Linked DNA regions of Sus scrofa: region 1 is linked to region 2. A link is a contact called in public HiChIP or PLAC-seq data. All regions are on one chromosome and are shown on one strand. Each heading gives the region's core, a stretch centred on a gene start, on an enhancer-like site or on the middle of the called end of the contact. The rest is flanking DNA. Distances are from core to core; before and after follow the strand shown.

Region 1 (2,700 bases), core at 128-2,627, 140 kb before region 2:
CTTACCACCCCCTGATTCTGAGGACAGCTGATTTCTGCTCAGCCTAACCTCAAGAGTGCCTATCCTGTAGCCTGGCTCTCTGCCCCTGCACCAGGCACTTCCTGTACCCACTTTTTAATCAGAATTCTAGATTTATCCTTCATTCAGCAGTAAATGATATTCATCTGTCACCACTTAGCAAACCTAAAATTTTAAATGGGTTCATGCTTTAGTAAGACTGGTTTAAAAAGAGAGCCCTTCTCAAAAAGCACTCACCCCCTTTTCTTCCTTTAAAAAAAAATCTACCATGGGAGTTCTCTTGTGACACAGTGGGTTAAGGATCCGGCGTTGTCACCGCAGAGGCTCAAGTCGCTGCTGTGGCGTGGTTTCCATCTCTAGCTGGGGAAATTCCACATGCTGTGGGTATGGCCAAAAAAAAAAAAAAAAATTCTACTATGAAAACAATCCAAAAAGTGCATAAAGCTTTATGCATGAGCCTCACTGGACCACTAAGTAAAAACAAAAACTATCTGTATATATGTTCAACAACAGTTGAATAATAAGAGAAAGTCATAGCCTTTGTGGTTTTTAAAGGTGTAGGACCAAGCTTGTCACAGAGTCTTAAGGATAAATCCAGGACACTAGGCTATTTCCATCTATCTGTACCAATCTACCTGTCCATCTATAAAGATATTAGCTAATTTTTTTTTTTTGGTCTTTTTTAGGGCCCCACCCACAGCATATGGAAGTTCCCAGGCTAGGGGTCAAATCAGAGCTACAGCCACCAGCCCACACTGTAACCATAGCAATGCCAGATCCAAGCCATGTCTGTGACCTATACCACAGTTCATGGCAATGCCGGATCTTTAATCCACTGAGTGAAGCCAGGGATCAAACCTGCGTCCTCATGGATGCTAGTCAGACTCGCCTCTTCTGAGCCATGATGGGAACTCCTAAAGATATCAGCTAAATTCTTAAACATGTACAGGAAAAAAAGATTAGCAGGAAAGTGGCCAATGGTTTCCTCTAAATAACAGGAATAGAGATGTGCTTTTCAACCTCTTTTAACTTCTCAAGTTGTTTTCAATGAACCTGAATGACTTTTTACAAAAAGGGGGAAGAGATTACCTGCTTCTCAAAAAAAAAAAAAAACAGGCAAGAGCAAAGACCCACAGCCCTGGCCCCTGGCATCTCAGCAAGACAAATCCTTCTCCTCTCACTCTGGGCTTTGTGAGGGGCTGGGAGAGGCGGCAGGGGGAAAGAGGAGCAGCTATATTACACACCCAGACCAGACATTAAAATCACTGCCAAAGAATTCAGCAACAGCCAATTAGATAGCCCCTGGCCCTCATCTGTGCAGGGAAGGGGCGGGCTGAGCCAGGCTGAAAAGTGGAACCTGAAACACTGAGCCTGTGACTCAGCCCTTCTGTCTCCCAAGGACAAATCCCTTTAGGCCACGTTCACCCAGAACCAGCTTTCCACCAGACCCTGTCCCCTGCCCCCAACCCACCACGACCTTCCAACCGAGAGGTTTCTGACCTTTAGAACAGGATCCAAGATCTCCTCCCCAAGCTAGCGACCTGCTGGGCTCAGGTAAACACAGAGGCCCCCACAACGGACACTTTTGCAATCCCAAGCACAGCCTGGCTCTCAGGATCCCTGGTCAGGTTAAGGGACAGGAGGGACCCTGTGGAGGTCACCAAATCCAATCTCATGCCTTGTTAACTCCCCCAGGAGTCAGGGTCTGGCAGGCAGGCCTTTAAGTGATCTCATCGTTTAGACCACACGGGCAGTGCCAGAGGCAAGTGTAAAATGGCTATGGTGGAGGCCCAAAGGGAGGACCATTTGTCCTCAGACAATTGGTTTGCTGTTTAAGCAGATAAGGATAACTGGAATTTCCAGGTGGACATGGATACAAACAGGATTTCAGTCTCTGCTTCTTGTCAGGAGCAGACAGGGAACACTGAGCAGGGAATAGGCAGAGGAGGCACTGGGGAAGAGGTCAATGAAGAAATCCCCAGGTCGACTTGACCAGAGGATGCCTGGGCCCCTTTTACACACAAACTCAGAGTCCGGCTGAGCCTGAGGAGGGTAAGCTTCCTGGCCCTGCCCCCAAAGTCTGGAAGGTCCCCAAGGTGGAATTCGTGGGAGGGGCTGGGACTGCCTGGGCATTCAGTGTCCCCTCTTTCCCTAACCATAAATTAGTCTAGGCTCAGCCTGGAAATCCTTACCTGGCTGCTACCCAAAGACAGTAATATCCAATTCGATGGCTGCTGATGTCTCATTATAGTCATTATAAAGCAGCAAGTTAAAGATTATCCAGCAGAGCTAATGCAAGGCTTCAGAAATTAGAGGAATGTTTTTACTCAATCAGATAAAACCAGGCCTGGAGATTTTGTTTGTTTGTTTGTTTGTCTTTTGTCGTTTTAGGGCCACATCCGCAGCATATGGAGGTTCCCAGGCTAATCACAGCTACAGCTGCTGGCCTACACCACAGCCAATGCAAGGCCAGATCCAAGTCATGTCTGCGACCTACACCACAGCTAACAGCAATGCTGGATCCTTAACCCACTGAGCGAGGCCAGGGATCGAACCCGCAACCTCATGATTCCTAGTCAGATTTGTTTCTGCTGAGCCACGACAGGAACTTCATGGCCTGGAGAATTTTGATGACAACCCTGGGTTTCTGAAAAAGAGGAAGAAAAATGGAAGAAAGGAAGG
Region 2 (2,700 bases), core at 8-2,507:
GGTTGTTCTCAAGGTATAGTCCCAGACCAATAGCCGTCAGCAATACCAGGGAACTTGTTAGAAATACATTCACTAACAAGTCTGGGCCTCACCTCAGACTTACCAAACAGAAATTTTGGGAGTCATGCCCAGAAGTCTCTTAACAAGCCTCTGGGTGATTCTTATGCACATTTAGGTTTGAGAACTACTGATTTACTGTAAATTCTGCTGTTGTTGTGGGTGACTTCAGCGATCCGTAGGGGTTATGCCATCCTCAGGTTCTTTGATCTTGTCAACTGCAATGACCTTCACATTCATTCCACCTCCACACCACCACCAGTTCTGTCTGTCTCCTACCCTTCTTCATTCCCTCTTCAGTCTACGCCTTATCGTAGGTTGTTCGAAGTAGTATCCTTTCACCAAGACATTTGGCAGAATCCCAGCCCTGGACTGATGCTGCAGTTGAGCTGATCTGTCCCATCTGGGTGACAGAATGCCATTCCAGGAAATTGTATAACAGTACAGATTTGGTGCTGCTGCAAATTCACTCACCTTCTATGAGAAGCCTTCCTGATCACCCTGTTTAAATCTATAATCCTTCCCCAACTGCCAGCATTCTCTTTTCCTTCTCTGTTGCACTTATTACTATTTGATGATGCTACTTATTATTTATTTGCTTATTGGCTATCTTTCTCCACAAGATAATAAACTTCTTAAGGGCAGAAGATTTTTGTGTTTGTTCATTGTATATCCTTAGTGTCTAAAGAGTGCCTGGCACATAGTAAATGCCCAGTAAGTATTTTTGAATAGTGGTCTCCAACTTCAGGTGGCTTTCATCACCTCTAGTTTCCCCTTATGTGATCTTGGGTAGCTATCCTTCCCATTTTCACCAAAGACTACTCCAAACCTTCTCCACACTTATTCAGACCTTCCTAACATTCATTTCTCAGCCTCAGCGGACCTCCTTGCCTCCTGTTTCACTGAGAAAGGGTATAATTTTCTCAACCTTTTGCTCTCTAAACAACTCAGAGCCATCTGGGCCTGTTCTTTCTTTTCTTTTATTCTGAGAGCGCCTTTATTGCCTTCTACCAACCTTTTCATTTTCACACCTACCACTCCAAGCTCTCAGCCTGAAGCTCTTCTCGAGTCTGTCCTGCTCTCTTAAAAGAAAAAATTCCCTGTTATGTGACCTGCCAAGAATGTTTCTTTCCTTCCATTCAGTCTAATCAAGAGTCATCTGCTCTGTGCCTTTTCCCTGTTTTGATTCACTTCTCAGTCTTCTGCCAGCATCACCATCTTGACTCAGAGAGTTACTGGTAAGGTCATGAATGACACAGTCTTTATTATCCTGAACTTCCCTTTGAGTTTGACACAAAGGGATCTTTTCTGAAATATAACTTCCTTGACTCCTTTAGTACCTCAAACTTCTGGTCCTCCTTGTTCTGCTTGACTTGTTGCTGCTTGTGACTTCATGTTTCTCTTCCTCCACCTCGACCCTAAATGTTGGTGTTTCCTGGGGCTTTATCTCAGCCCTCTCTCTTAACTTGGTAGATCTCATTGGGAGATTACATCAGTTCTATACTTTCAGCTATTGCCTCTATGCTGTGCTGACTTGTAATCCTTTACTTCCAGTCGATAAGCACTGCCACAAGCCTTAGACTCACATAAATGAATGTGACGTCTGACATATGCTTCAGATTCAGCAAGACTATCTTGAATATGTTGACTATGCTTATGTTGTATAAGCTTTTAAAAAACAGCTGCCATAGTGTTCCCTGGTGGGCTAGCGTTTAAGGATTTGGCATTATCGCTGCTGTGGCTCCATTTTGATCCCTGGCCAGGGGACTTTCACATGCCATGGACACAGCCAACACACACACACACACACACACACACACACCTGCTTTACCTTCAAGAACGTAGCTTACTAAACTTGCTAAGGTAAATAACTTTTATTCCCACCATCCAGATATAATCAGCTTTAACTTTTTATTGTTAGAGAATTTTTCTTTTTTTTTTTTTTTTTTTTTTTTGTCTTTTTGCATTTTCTAGGGCTGCCTCTGTGGCATAAGGGGATTCCCAGGCTAGGGGTCTAATCGGAGCTGTACCCGCTAGCCTACCACAGCAATGTGGGATCTGAGCCGCATCTGCAACCTATACCACAGCTCACGGCAACGCTGGATCCTTAACCCACTGAGCAAAGCCAGGGATCAAACCCAAAATCTCATGGTTCCTAGTCAGATTCGTTAACCACTGAGCCACAACGGGAACTCCAAGAATTTGTCAATGCTCAGTTTTACATAGTTGAAATGATATAAATTATTTTTAAATTTTTATCCTTTTTGTTTATGATAATGTAATGGTTTCCTACTCAATCTTTGAAAACCCTTTTTTTTTTCCTTTTCAAGGCTGCACCTGTGGCATATTGAAATTCAGGGGCTAGGGGTTGAATCAAAGCAGCAGCTGCAGTCTGCACCACAGCTACAGTAACACCGATGTGAACTGCGTCTGTGACCTATGCCACAGCTTTCGGCAATCCTGGATTCTTAACCCACTGAGCTAGGTGAGGCCAGGGCTTGAAACCACATCCTCACAGATACTATGTCAGGTTCTTAACCTGCTGAGCCTCAATGGGAACTCTGAAAACCTTATTTTATTTTATTTATTTTTGTCTTTTTAGGGCCACACCTGAGGCATGTGGAAGTGCCCAGGCTAGGGGTC

What was found. HiChIP or PLAC-seq counts read pairs in DNA pulled down with a chosen protein or histone mark.
Region 1: an H3K27ac HiChIP or PLAC-seq map of alveolar macrophages shows a contact between it and region 2. The contact joins two enhancer-like sites. A contact is called at or near these places in 1 of 47 Hi-C or Micro-C datasets (liver) and 1 of 2 datasets of contacts at active chromatin or transcription factors (alveolar macrophages).

Annotation. Positions count from the first base shown.
Region 1 is chr10:33,322,923-33,325,622 of Sscrofa11.1, reverse strand. All of the region lies in intron 1 of B4GALT1 (beta-1,4-galactosyltransferase 1), which reads right to left. Among named protein-coding and RNA genes, the nearest start is that of B4GALT1, 7.0 kb to the right of the region's middle. Within about 2 kb of position 1,377, at least 57 of the 83 cell types and tissues checked have an H3K27ac peak or open chromatin away from gene starts, as enhancers often do. A contact at or near this core is called in alveolar macrophages, where this site is marked.
Region 2 is chr10:33,186,883-33,189,582 of Sscrofa11.1, reverse strand. All of the region lies in intron 2 of NFX1 (transcriptional repressor NF-X1), which reads left to right. Among named protein-coding and RNA genes, the nearest start is that of NFX1, 13 kb to the left of the region's middle. Within about 2 kb of position 1,257, at least 4 of the 83 cell types and tissues checked have an H3K27ac peak or open chromatin away from gene starts, as enhancers often do. A contact at or near this core is called in alveolar macrophages, where this site is marked.